2 separate regions of the Sus scrofa genome follow, and region 2 is linked to region 1. A link is a contact called in public Hi-C data. All regions are on one chromosome and are shown on one strand. Each heading gives the region's core, a stretch centred on a gene start, on an enhancer-like site or on the middle of the called end of the contact. The rest is flanking DNA. Distances are from core to core; before and after follow the strand shown. Region 1 holds the start of KCNG2 (potassium voltage-gated channel subfamily G member 2). Region 2 holds the start of LOC100157017.

Region 1 (6,739 bases), core at 2,459-4,958:
CCTGGGCCCCTCAGGAGCAGCTGGGCCTCAGGGCCAGGGGGACCGTATACCCTTGGCCTGCACAGTTTGCTCTCACTGTCTTAGCTTCATTAATTTAAAAAGCAAAGTAAAGGTCTTCTGTACTATTTATACATGACATTTCAATTTGTCTTCTAAAAAACACAATCAAATTAAAATACTGGGTGTTTCATTTTGAGTGAATGTATTATTGACAACCTTTTATTTTATTTTTATTTATTTATTTATTTATTTTGGGGGTCTTTTTTGCCTTTTCTAGGGCCACTCCCTCGGCCTATGGAGGTTCCCAGGCTAGGGGTCCAATCGCAGCTGTAGCCACCAGCCTACACCAGAGCCACAGCAACGTGGGATCCGAGCCGCGTCTGCCACCTACACCACAGCTCATGGCAACGCCCGATTCTTAACCCACTGAGCAAGGCCAGGGCTCGAACCCTCAACCTCATGGTTCCTAGTCGGATTCATTAACCACGGCACACGACGGGAACTCCTTGACAACCTTTTATGAAACAAGTTTCTCTGCTGAAAGTCAGAGTTAAGATGTGGTTCAGTGCTGCCTTCCCACCTGACATAGGAGGAATCAGAAACTAAAACAGCAGTCGCTGACGATGCCCACCGACTCACAGCCCAGGAGCCCCAGGACACACGTATCTGCCATCACAGTGACACACACCTGATCCTTCTTTGATGCGTTAACGGCACAAGGCTCTGGGTAACCTGTCCGCTGTCTGACCATAAGCGGCCTCTTGAGGGGGTGCCATGGCTCATCCTAAATGTCCCTGTTCCTCATGAAATCGCCTATCAGTATTCTGGCACTCAGATCCACACACATGGCTGTTCTCGGACCCCCTGGACCCATCTCACATGGAAAGCCTCCCCACCCCCAGCGCCCCTCTCCTGGCTCCTCTGACCCCCAGCTCCCACACATCCTGGTACCACCTTCTCTGCTCCCTTTCACTCCCATCTCTTCACATCCAAGCGCTGCAGAAGTGAAGCCCCCCGCCCCCCGCCTCTGCCAATACCCCTCAGCCGCCCTGCCTTCCTGGGGCCTGGGGGAAGAGTAGCTGGAGCCTGTCATGGTTGGGGCGGCAGGCCAGGGAGGCTGCCCGCAGTCCAGCTGCCAAATCCTTGGGACAGAGATGCCACCTGCTTTTGCCAGGGCGAAACCCAACATTTTAACATTTCCTACCAACCTATGTGTTCCATGTGACCTATTAATCATGGTATATACACCTGTAATTATGATAATGCAGCTCTCAGCCATATCCTGGCTAGAAACTCTTAATTAAACTCAAACAATGAATCAACCAGCACATATTTCTGAGCATCTGGCATGCGCAGGCCTCAGTGCCAGCCAAGAACTAGCTTCCCTCCCTTTCTCTCATGCCTACAAAAACACCCAATTTTTCTTAAATTATGGAAATCTCTGTGTATTAAAAAAAAACTTTTGCAAAGTGGAATACACAAATTGTAAGACAAAAGCGATCAGAACACTTTGCCACTGGCCTTGGAAGGAACCTGAGAACTGTTCCCATAACCTGTCCCCAATACTCGTCTTTTGCGGGCAGTACTATGCAATCCTTACTATGTGTGTGGCTGGTAAGCAAAGTGGATTCCAGCCCCCAACCCACAACGCTTCCTGTAACTCAGTTTAAGAGAAGCCAGAGTGATGTCATCCATTGACAAACCGGGCATGTCACAAAACCTTTGGAGGCCAGCTGCAGACCTGCACAGTCCTAGAGAGGAGGGTGAGAGGAGTGAATGCCATCTTCCGCTTAAATCTTCCTGAGGTTTTTGGGACCTGCTCTGGATTGCTCAGCAGAGATGGAGTCTCTGAGTCTCCCATCTCATCTCAGTTTACCTAACTGACCCCTCAGCAACTGCCCCTGAGCAGGGCTGGGGAGGTGAAGGAGCCTGCCACTGCCACCTCCTGGTGGGGGGGGGTGCCTCCCAGCAGAGTCACTGCCACATGCACCAATCAAGGTCCATTTACAATAGCCACTTGCTCCAAACCTTGGCCTTGAGTCCAGAACTCAGGAAACTAGTGTCTGTGCAGCCCCAGGAGAGGGAGGAGAATGGGAATTACAAAGGCCAAGTAAAATCCATCCCAGTGCAAATCCGGCTCCAGATGAGGTGACAAAGGTGACAAAGGGAGTCCATGACCAGAGAGCCCTGGCTGAAGAGCCAGAAACCAGAAAGAAGGAGGTGGGCTGGGAGGGAGCTGCACTGGTCATCGAAAACCTCTGAAGTATAAACATGCCACGGCAGGCGCTGGCCCAGCCACTCTGTGGTTTGGGGGACTTCCAGGGGCTCAGAGAGACCCCAGCTTGCCCTTCTGGAAGTCCTGGTCATCCCTGCCGAAGCCCAGGACCCCTTGAGCACCCGCCCACCTCATTCCCCCGGCCCCTGACCAGACGCTGGGCTGCCCTCTGCTCCCCCAGCCCCAGCGCCCAACCTGAGATGAGCGGGCGAGTGTGGGAGCCCCCTAGACTCGGCTCGAGCGGTGGGAGGAGGGCGCAGGACGCGCTTGGGCTCCGCGTTTGCAGAATTCCAGGCTGCTCGCGGGGCTCCCTCTCCAGGATTCAGATCATGGCCTGGCCAGAGAAGGCAAGGCTGGGAGGGCTGCCGCGCGAGCATGTTTGCGAGTGTGTGTGTGTGTGTGTGTGTCTGTGCAACGCTAGTCTGCATGCACTGATGTGTACAGGCGGCGACGTCCCCTGAGCTTGGGAGGGGCGGCAGGAAGGGGAGAGGAAAGGACACCCGCGCGCCCAAGACTCTCCCACGTCCCGCCCCCTCTTCGCGGAACCGGATGCGCCCACGGCCAGCCAGGGTGGGCGCCTGGGAGATTCCTGGTCACCCAAGTCAGGTGCACCCACTCTTATCTCCCGCCCAGGTCACACTTCACAGGTCGCGGATGCCGCTTTGCCGCACCTGTCTTTCCTCTTACCTGGGCTCCTGCAGATTCGACGCGGACAGACGGGGCGGCAGCCGGGACCAGGCCACCGCCGCTCGGACCTCCATGAAAGCGCACGAAGCAGTCGGAACCCTAGCGCGCCTCCGGCAGGGTGCCGGTCCCCCAGGGAACTCGGAGCCTGGCTGGGGGCTAGGGGCGGTGCCCATCCTCGCCCCGCCCCCGATGGCGGAGGGGGTGGGGGATAGGGGCACCTAAATGTTCTTCTGGAATCTCCTTTGCTCCCACCCCTCCCAGCACTGGAGTAGAGACTACGCGCGCAGGGCTACTGCCTCTTCGGGACAGGTACCTGCGTCCCTCCTTCCCTGCTCCCGCCGCAGACGCTCGGGTACAGACCCCTGCGCCCCTCACGCCCTTTCTCCTGCATCAGGACCTTACGGGGTAGACCCTCGGTCCCCGCTACGATCCCGAGAGGCTGCATTGTAGACCTCTCCCCACGCCGCGCCCGCACCCAGTTTCCTCTCTGGCCTCGGGACCCTCCGGCGTAGATTCTCCTGTCCCTGCTCCTGCTGGGGACCCACGGGTGTAGAACCCTCCCGCCCCCGCTCTTGCATCGGGATCCTCGGTTGCAGAATCCCCGCACCCCGGGACCCTCCCGGGTAGATCTTCCGCCCCACCGCGCATAACTTTACCTCGGGGCTGGACTCCGCGGGCTGCCGCTCTGCTTGCCCAGCCGGCGGCCTCCTCGGGGCGGAGCGCGGCGTCTCCGGAGCCCGCAGCCCGCGGAGTCCGGCACCGCCCCGCGCGCCGCCCCCGGCCCGGCCCGGCCTCAGCAATCCGCCTGGCTACGGTGGCGCGGCGCCCCCTCGCGCCTGGCCTCTGGTCCCTAGGGCGAGCGGACCCCGGGCGCGGCTGCAGGGCGGGAACCGGGAGCTCAGGGGCGTGTGTACTCAGAGCGAACTCTCCCGGGCGCACAGCGCTGGCCGGGATTTGCGCACCGCGCCCACCGACGCGACTGGCACACGCGCTCACTCGCAAACACTTGCAAACACATACAGCGGCAGCTCCAGAGGCACAGACCCTCCCAATCCTCCTGCCCCAACCACACCCCACAGCGGCCCTTCCAGCAGAGGGGCGGGCGGGGCGCTCCACGCGCGCGCGCGGGCGCACGAGCCGGGAGGAGGGTCTGGAAACTCTAGCCAGGTCACCTGAGACCCTGCTTTTCTGGGACAGCACTGCCCCTTGCACACCTGAAGGGTGCGTCTAGGATTACTGACAGCCTCTGTGAGGGCTGTTTCATCATTTGCATTCACAGGATGGAGGTGTTCCTCTCCAGATTGAGCCTGAGCACCGAGACCTTGGAAAGGTTTTTTCCCTCAGAAACACTCTTTTTTTTTGGGGGGGGGAGTGTCTTTAAAAAAAATATTTATTTATTTATTTATTTTTCAGGGCCTTACTTGCAGTATATAGAAGTTCCCAGGCTTGGGGTGGAATCAGACCTGTAGCTGCCGGCCTACATCACAGCCACAGCAACACCAGATCTGAGCTGTGTCTGCAACCTACCCCACAGGTCACGGCAACCCCGGATCCTTAAACCCATTGATCGAGGCCAGGGATTGATCCCGCGTCCTCACAGATTCTAGTCAGGTTGATTACCCATGAGCCACAACAGAACTCCCAGAAATATTCTTTGAATATCAGAGAGGGAAAGGCCTGGCCACCCCTGTCCTGAAAAGGCCACCTCTCCCACAGGAAGTGATGACATCTGAGTGCCAGTCTGTCCCCTGTTTTGCTCAGCTTTATCAGTTAGCAGTCTTCCCTCGGTTGAGCAGAATCTGTTGCGGGGAGGGATTCCCCTCACCCCTGGATATTTGTAGCTTCTGAGACAGAACCAGAGGACCCCTTTTAACAGAGAAGGCCCCACCCCTGAGAAACACTAAGAGATAAGCAAATGAGACAACTCATGGAAAGCTCTTAGCAGGGCCTGACACCCAGCAAATGCCCAGCAGCTGGTAGTTTTATTTACATGAGTATGATTGTGGGTGGTATGCATGATTTCTCAGGCTAAATATTCCCCAGACCCTTGTCCTTCCTGGGTGAGGGGGGTAGAGCAATTTCCAGACTCAGCTCCACCCTTGCTGCCCCTGCAGGGTGCACTTTGTTTCCAGCTCTCAGTGGTGATATGCAGAAGCAATGAATCCATCCCCTCCTGGCTCCAGACATGCAGAACTAATTGCTTGGTTATAGAGAGAGGGAATTGGCTTATATGAAAGAATACCCACAATGGACACATTTTATCTTCAGGTATCAGGCAGCCCTCTGGCAGAGTCTGGGCTGAGTGACCCGTTTCACTCTGTATGTCTGATCGTTTTGAAATCACAGTTAGGCAGCATCAATATGGAGCTAATGCTGGGGGTGTTAGACCCTTTGGTGGCCACATATCCAGGGATCCCATTGCTACTGGTATTTGAGAAATGCATTGCTGATTGTCCACAAGGATAGGGACTTAGGGCCAGGGTTGAAGAAGCTGGTACCATCATTCCCAGTAGACCCATCATTGCTGGTTAATGCATTTGCATTTTTGTATAGCTTCTGTTTTAGGAAATGAGCAAACATTTGCAAAATGATTTTGGAACATAATTGCCTCACTGTAGACAATTAGTAAACCTTCTGCGAAAAATACAAAGGAGAAAGTAAGAAATTCCTGTATCCCCATCTCCTTCATTTAGACTTTATCACTGTTACTATTTGAGACTTATTTTGATACCAAAACATTGTGGACTTTTATTTATTTAAAAATTGTTTTTATTTCCCCAGGAAATTATTTTTCTTTCTACTGTACAGCATGGTGACCCAGTTACACATACATGTATACATTCTTTTTTCTCACATTATCATGCTTCATCATAAGTGACTAAACATAGTTCCCAGTGCTACAGAGCAGGATCTCACTGCTAACATTTTGGACTTTTAAAACGGAAGAATGTATTTTTTGTTTGTTTCTATACAAAAATAGCATCACAGTATCTCCTGGATTTTCACTGGATTTAACAGGAAATGAATGTCTTCAATGTTTTCCAGGCTCCAACATCATTTTAAATGATTGCACAGGATTCCGTCTTGTGGCTGGTACCGTACTTTAACTGAAACTCTGTTATGTGACGTCTGTGTTTTCTCCAGTTTGTCACTATTATAAAATACTTCTGCCCAAACAATTTTAGAGGTATATCTTAACCTCCTTTCTTAACTACAGTTAACAAATTGGTAAATACTGACTGGTATGTTATTAGTGGAAAATTCTTGCTGTGAATGTAGTTGAAACTTCATTTAAAGAAGCAAAAAGTTTGCTTACGCATTTATTTATCTCTTGATCTTAGCAGACAGTAAGCCCTTTGTGCAGGGGTATTTTAAAAAAAATTTCCTTATCTTTAGGAGTTCCCATAGTGGCTCAGTGGTTAACAAATCTGACTAGGAACCATGAGGTTGTGGGTTTGATCTCTGGCCTTGCTCAGTGGGTTAAGGATGTGGTGTTGCCATGAGCTGTGGTGTAGGTTGCAGACGCGGCTCGGATCCCGCGTTGCTGTGGCTCTGGCGTAGGCTTGGCAGCTACAGCTCGGATTAGACCCCTAGTCTGGGAACCTCCATATGCCGTGGGTGCGGCCCTAGAAAAGGCAAAAAACACACATACAAAAAAACAAAACAAAACCAAAACAAAACAAAATGAAATTTCCTTATCTTTAGCACGGGCAGAGGGCCTGGCAGCCAAGTATGTGATAGTAACTGTTTACTGTGAACGCATGAGTGAGAAAAGGA
Region 2 (6,739 bases), core at 3,148-5,647, 170 kb before region 1:
CTCCCTATCAAGCCATAGTCAACTGTACTATACATACTAAGGAAGGGGCCAATCCATTCCAAGGCATACCTGAAATTAGTCAACATTGGGAAAACCTCACTCTTAGTGACCCTGAACACTGGAGGGCACCTGATGGGCTGTTTTGGATAAGAGCATATATGCAACTCACTGCTCAAAGGAAAGTGAGCTGCTCCATAGGAATAATCCAACCTAGATTTTTCCTCCTGCCTAATCAGGAAGTAGAGGAATTAGGGGTTCCCCTTTATCAGAACTTAAAGATTAGAGCAAGAAGGATCCCTGAGATGGGGGACAACAAAAATAGAGAGAAAATAAATGCCCACCCCAGAGGATTATCGAGACATATGGTCCAGCCACTTGGGCACAAGGTGGGAGCTGGGGCTACCAAACCCCTATATATATATGCTTAATCAGATCATTGGGTTAGAGGTGGTACTGGAAATTATTACTAACCAAACACCCACAACCTTAGAATTCATGGCAAAACAACAACAGCAAATGCCAGCAGCTATTTACCAGAACCGCCTAGCCTTGGATTACCTATTACCAAAAGAAGGAGGGGTATGTGAAAAATTTAATTAATCTTACTGTTGCCTCCAGATAGATGATAATGGCAAGGCAATGGCAAACATAGCTACAAACATCAGAAAAATGGCTCATGTCCCCATACAAACTTGGAAAGACTGGAACCCTGCAGAGCTATTCGGGGATGGTTTTCAACCTTTGGCGGGGGAGTGGTGGTGGGGGGGTTCAAAATCCTGTAGGTATTATGCTCCTGATCTTGGGAGGCTGCCTGATCCTCCCCTGTCTAGCTCTCCTAGTTATAAGGTCTGTCTCCAGCCTCACTGAGGCCATGGTAGGGGTGGGGGGAGGCCACACATGTGATGATGTTGTGAGCATCAAAGTGGGGAATGTGATAGGGGTTCTCCCAGGACAATGGGAAGGCAGCATGGCACAACCAGCATCTGTGTGCCCATGCAAATCTGTGGCAGCATGACATAATCAATATCGCACATGTGCACATGTGCAACTATGTAACATGGACCATCCAATCAGAATTTACAGAATGTGAATAAGGGGAACAAAGGGACCAAAATGTAAAAGGGAAACTAGCAGAGGTATATAAGGCAAGGCCCTGCTGGGTTCAGGGCTCAGCCTTTGGATATGAATCCACTGAGCCAGTGCCAGCATGAATAAATGCTGCTTCCTGGAAAAAAGTCTCAGTGTCCAGTCTCTCTGTATGAGAATTCAGCAACAAATGTGTTCAAAGCTCAGAACATAATTGGCTAAAAAACAACTTACATTTGCTTTTTGGACTTTGAGTAAAAGATGAAAAGAAATTCATTAATAGCAGATTTTAGTTCTCTTGTTGCACAGCAGGATAAGGATCTGGTGTTGTCACTGCAGATTCAGTCCCTGGCCTGGGAACTTCTGCATGCCACAGGTAAGGCCAAAAAAAAAAAAAAAAAAAGGATAATATTTCAGTTTATTTTTAACAGAGGAGGCTCAATTCCTGACTACTTTAACATTGGTTAAAGAGCAATAACACACATCTGTCACACCATTACTGTCACTTGTATGTGGAAAAGATTCAAGATCATCTAAGTGACTGAGAGAGCTCTGACCATCTCCACTCACAGCCAGGAGTCCAGCAAAGAAGCATGACAGAGAAAGTGGGACTTGCCATAAACTTCTTGAGACGGAGCATGAGCCCTATTTGCTGCTGATCCCTGTGCCCAGGGGCACTGGTAGGGTTGAAAGACACAGCTCTGCAGCTGATAAAGGTCTGCCAGCCTTCCTGGGTTCTTGATGAAACTGAAGTGAAAATAACAGGTAGTGTTTTACAGCTGTACCCTAAAGTCACATTTCCTTCTCTTCCCCTAATTTCTGCAAAAAGAGCTAAGTGGACATGCCTCTGGCAGGTGTCCTTGGATGGACAGTATTAACATAATAGTTCAGATAGGGACATTCTGGCAACAAAGGAACTCACCACAAAGTAGGTATATTATTAGGCACCTACTTTTTGTCTAAGGCAACATAAAACCAACATAAAAACCAATGCAACCAATAAAAATATGTTTTAGTTCCTGGGACAGAGAGAAATATCCAACCAAGATGGGGAGAGGGCAGGAAAGAGGACAAAGCAGGAAGCGAGGAGCTGGGCTCTGGGTTGACCCTGTTCTGCCAGGCTGCACTTCTCTCTGAAACTCTCCTCCTACATGAAGTTCATGGTGGCCCTGGCCTTCAATGAATGAGTTACTAATGTTTTCATCTGAACAGCAACTTAGATACTTTCCCAAGTGTCTAGAAACAAACCATACCAAAGATTGGGAGATTGAATCCATACAACACAGCAAAATTTCTTAAATTCATATGTCCTCTCAATATTTCAGGTGAATCCAAAATCCCCTCATGTCCTCAACATGCCAACGCTTGCATCAAATTGGCACCAGCTGGCCAGTCCTTTCTCTCCAGTCCTTTCAAATTCAATCCTCACCCCACCTACTAGAGTAGTTCCCTGCCCTCTCCATGAGTATGAAAATCACGTTTGTTCTCTCTCCTCCTTAGCTCCCGCCCAGATTCTGCTCCAGAGGCTCAGAAAACAGCCTGGAAAAAAGAATTCTCCTTTAGGATGGGTCGGTGAGACGTTGGTTAGCTCTTCTGCTTTCTTATCATCTTGGGCCTGATTTTCTGAATTTGCTGGGAGACATCTATTCACTCATGACTAGATAAGAGGACCTAAAAGACTAAGATATGCCAAAGGGCCTATCCTTGAGGACACTTGGTAGCTCTGCACTGTTTGCAGCCTTTATGTGCATTTTCCCCAATTACCAGGTATCAACAAACCCAATATAATTTAGAACCAACACTGTCACAATGTGTCTCAGCAAACAGTACTCTCCTAAGAAATGGTCAGGGCTTGCTAAACATTAAAGAAAAGAAAGCCAAGATTTAAAAAACTGGATTCCTGAAAGGGAGTAAACTATAAACTATAAAATCTGATGTGGGTACCAGAATCTTATCTATTTAAAGCTTAATCTGCCACTGTCTGGAGCTTAGAAGAAAAAGAAGTACCTGTCCAAAATGACCTTTAGACTCGATTAGAATCTCTGAAGCTGCCATAAGTTTTCTCTCCGACAAGGCAGGTATAAATAACAACGTTGGATCTTCTTTATTAAATTCCTTAAGCTGGTGCCCTGCGGGCCTCAGCATTTTCTTCTCTTTTCTTTTAGGGCCGCACGAATCCAGTGTGGCATACTGGGGTCCCAAGGCTAGGAATGAAATAGGAGCAGCAGCCCTAAGCCACAGCCACAGCCACGCTGGATCCCAGTTGCGTGTGCGACCTACACCACAGCTCACAGCGACACCAGATCCCTAACCCACTGAGGCCAGGGATCCAACCCGCATCCTCATTGCTCCTAGTCGTGTTCCTTAACCACTGAGCCACGAAGGCAGCTCCCCCTCAGCGTTATAATAGCGCCCGCCTGTCCTGGTGAAGACCGAGTCAGTTACACCCACCGGCATAGCTCTGGTAGGGCTCGATCCAGTATCCAGCCCACATCGCGACATCCTTGGGGCACGTTTACCTTTAAAAAAGATCCCAGATTTAATGGACGCTCCAGCCACCACAGCCTCCCAAGACAACACCGACAGAGAGAGGCTAAGGTCAAAGAGTGCTGCGCCCTAGCCCCCGCAAGCCACGCCCCAAACCGCCCGCCACACCTCTAGGCTACGTCCCCAAACCTGCTCGTTACACCTCACAGTCCCTGGGCCCCCCCGCCAAGCCCCTGACCACGCCCCAAGCCTGCGACCTATACCTCCTAGTCAGGCCTCCAAGCCCTGGCCACGCCCGGAGACCACCCGTCGCACTTCCAAACCCGCTAGCTACACTTCCAAGCCTTGCCCCCAGACCGCCTGTCACAGGTCTCGGCCACGCCCCCCCGCCTGGTCAGCCAATGCGAGCCCCGGCACATCCGACCAGGACACGCTCACATGCTAGCCTACTCTGGGCAACCCGAGTGGACAAGCTAGAAGCTGTCTGTAAGGAAGGCTGGTGCCGCCCGGCGGCAGGAGGACTTGGGGATTGGAGCCTCCTTCAGGAGCGTGGTCGGCATGGTCGCGCGGGGAGGTGGGGGAGGGGGCTGTGTAGCTGAGAAGGTTGCTGGTCTGCCTCAGCGTGGGGAGTGGGAAAATTAATAAATTAAAACCTCACTTAAGGTGGAGTGGGAAGCCCCAACCGTTCCCCCAACACTGGAGACCATGCAGGAAGGAGGTCGCCACCTTACTTCCCAGCAGGCTAGGTAGGCTGTCTCTGGGTCCGGCGACAACCCAGCCAGCCAATGGGAAGCCGCTACACTTCCCATGCTCGGCTCCCTCCAATGGGCTCTGATTCTAACAGCCAGCCACGCCCAGCTCCCCTTCACCCTATGAAAGAATTTCCTCTGCTCTGTTCTCTGGATTGGCCTGTAGTTTGCTAAAGTTGCGATTTTTTTGCTGATCATTAATAAACACATTTTTATTATGGTAAAATAATAAGCTGTCTTCTGTTTTATGTCAAGGTGGGGGAAGTGGGGTGGAGGGTAACTGTACTCTTGGGCAGGGTCTGCACATTGGCGTCTGCATCGAAGTTTGCAGCTGGCTTCTGCAAAGAGCAGATCTCACCCTGAACTGCAGACTGCCTTTTTCCTGGGAAAGTGGGTGGTGGATGACGAAGGCCTGCCCTGCAACTGGAATCTCTGGTATTATCGCTTTTTAAAAAGATGAAATGTTAAGAACAGGTAAAAGATCACTTAAAGTCCTCTTTAGGGAACACTGATGCGTTTCATCCAGTGTCGTGGCTTCACCCGCTGCCTCTACTCTGATGGTTCTCAAATTTTTATCTCTGGGGACTGCTCGTTGTGGCTCAATGAAATGAATCTGACTAGCATCCATGAAGACGCAGGTTCAATCCCTGGCCTTGCTAAGTGGGTTAAGGATCTGGTGTTGCCATGAGCTGTGGTGTAAGTAGCTGACGTGACTTGGATCCCCGAGTCACTGTGCCTGTGGTGTAGGCCAGCAGCTGCAGCTCCAATTTGAGCCCTAGCCTGAGAACCTCCATATGCCTTGGGTGCAGCCCTTAAAAAATATATATCTACATAGATGTATAGATATATATATATATAAAATCTCCAGCCCAGACCTTTTCTTTGGCAGACCTCTCAAACCAACAGCTTTCGTTATCCAGATGCTAGTCTCCCTAGTCCCCTCTCTTCCAGCCTTCCCTCTGCAGTCCTTTCCCCTGTACACGGTAGCCTAGATGCGTGAAGGACATAGAAATCTGACATCTCAATCCTCAGCTTGAAGCCCGTGGGCAGCTCACCTTGTTCATGTGGTAAAGTATAAAATCCTAAGCACAGCCTAAAAGGCTCCATTATCTGGCCTGTCTACCCAGCAAACCCCTTGGGTACGCTGGTCATTAAGGCTGCACAATGCTACAAACTGCCAAGGTCCTGGACCTTGACTTGGTCCCCAACTGCCTGGACTGACTCCAGCTTTTCCCCTAGTTCTCACTTATCTTACTGATCCCCATTTCAGTATCACATCCTTAAGAAAGCCTATCCTGAGTTCCCGTCGTGGCGCAGTGGTTAACGAATCCGACTAGGAACCATGAGGTTGCGGGTTCGGTCCCTGCCCTTGCTCAGAGGGTTAACGATCCGGCGTTGCCGTGGGCTGTGGTGTAGGTTGCAGACGCGGCTCGGATCCAGCGTTGCTGTGGCTCTGGCGTAGGCCGGTGGCTACAGCTCCGAAGACCCCTAGCCTGGGAACCTCCATATGCCGCGGGAGCGGCCCAGGAAATAGCAACAACAACAACAACAACAACAAAAAGACAAAAAAAAAAAGAAAGCCTTTCCTGGAGTTCCTGTCACGGCACAGTGGTTAACAAATCTGACTAGGAACCATGAGGTTGTGGGTTCGATCCCTGGTCTCACACAGTGGGTTAAGGATCTGGCGTTGCCGTGAGCTGTAGTGTAGGTCGCAGACGAAGCTCGGATCCTACGTTGCTGTGGCTCTGGCGTAGGCTGGCAGCTACAGCTCTGATTTGACCCCTAGCCTGGGAATCTCCATATGCCATTGGTGCGGCCCTAGAAAAGGCAAAAAGACAAAAAAAGAAAAAGAAAAGAAAAGCCTTTCCTGAACTCCTTAAACTAAGTGTGTTCCTGCTAAATGTTCTCTTAATACTCTAAACCCTTTACCCGAAGGACTTTGTCATGAATCCAAATTCAGTGTATGGTTTTCTGTGTAATTCAGGAATTCTGCTAGACAACACTCCATGAGGGCAGGGACTTAGTCTTATTTATTGCTCTATTCCCAGCGTTTGATATCCTGTCTGGCCTGCTCAATAAATATTTGTTGAATAACTAAAGAATAAATGGCAGAAGATCTAAACAGACAGTTCTCCAAAGAAGACATACAAATGGCCATGAAACACATGAAACAATGTTCAACATCGCTCATTATTAGAGAGATGCAAATCAAAACCACTCTGAGGTACCACCTTACACCAGCCAGAATGGCCATCATCCAAAAGTCTACAAACAATAAGTGCTGGAGAGGGTGTGGAGAAAAAGGAACCCCATTACACTGTTGGTGGGATTGTAAATTGGTGCAACCACTGTGGAAAGCAGTATGGAGATTCCTCAGAAAACTAAACATAGAACTACCATTGGACCAGCAATCCCAC

The links. Hi-C and Micro-C count contacts between places; a contact is called where the count stands out from the background.
Region 2: a Hi-C map of skeletal muscle shows a contact between it and region 1, with 7 times the contacts expected there. The contact joins the promoter of LOC100157017 here to the promoter of KCNG2 in region 1. A contact is called at or near these places in 1 of 47 Hi-C or Micro-C datasets (skeletal muscle) and 1 of 2 datasets of contacts at active chromatin or transcription factors (skeletal muscle).

Annotation. Positions count from the first base shown.
Region 1 is chr6:127,827,001-127,833,739 of Sscrofa11.1, reverse strand. KCNG2 (potassium voltage-gated channel subfamily G member 2) reads right to left here and starts at 3,708. Exons shown (of 4, transcript XM_021096336.1): 1 at 3,619-3,708.
Region 2 is chr6:128,002,493-128,009,231 of Sscrofa11.1, reverse strand. LOC100157017 reads right to left here and starts at 4,397. Exons shown (of 7, transcript XM_001924715.6): 1 at 4,232-4,397; 2 at 3,538-3,605. The coding sequence starts at 4,382.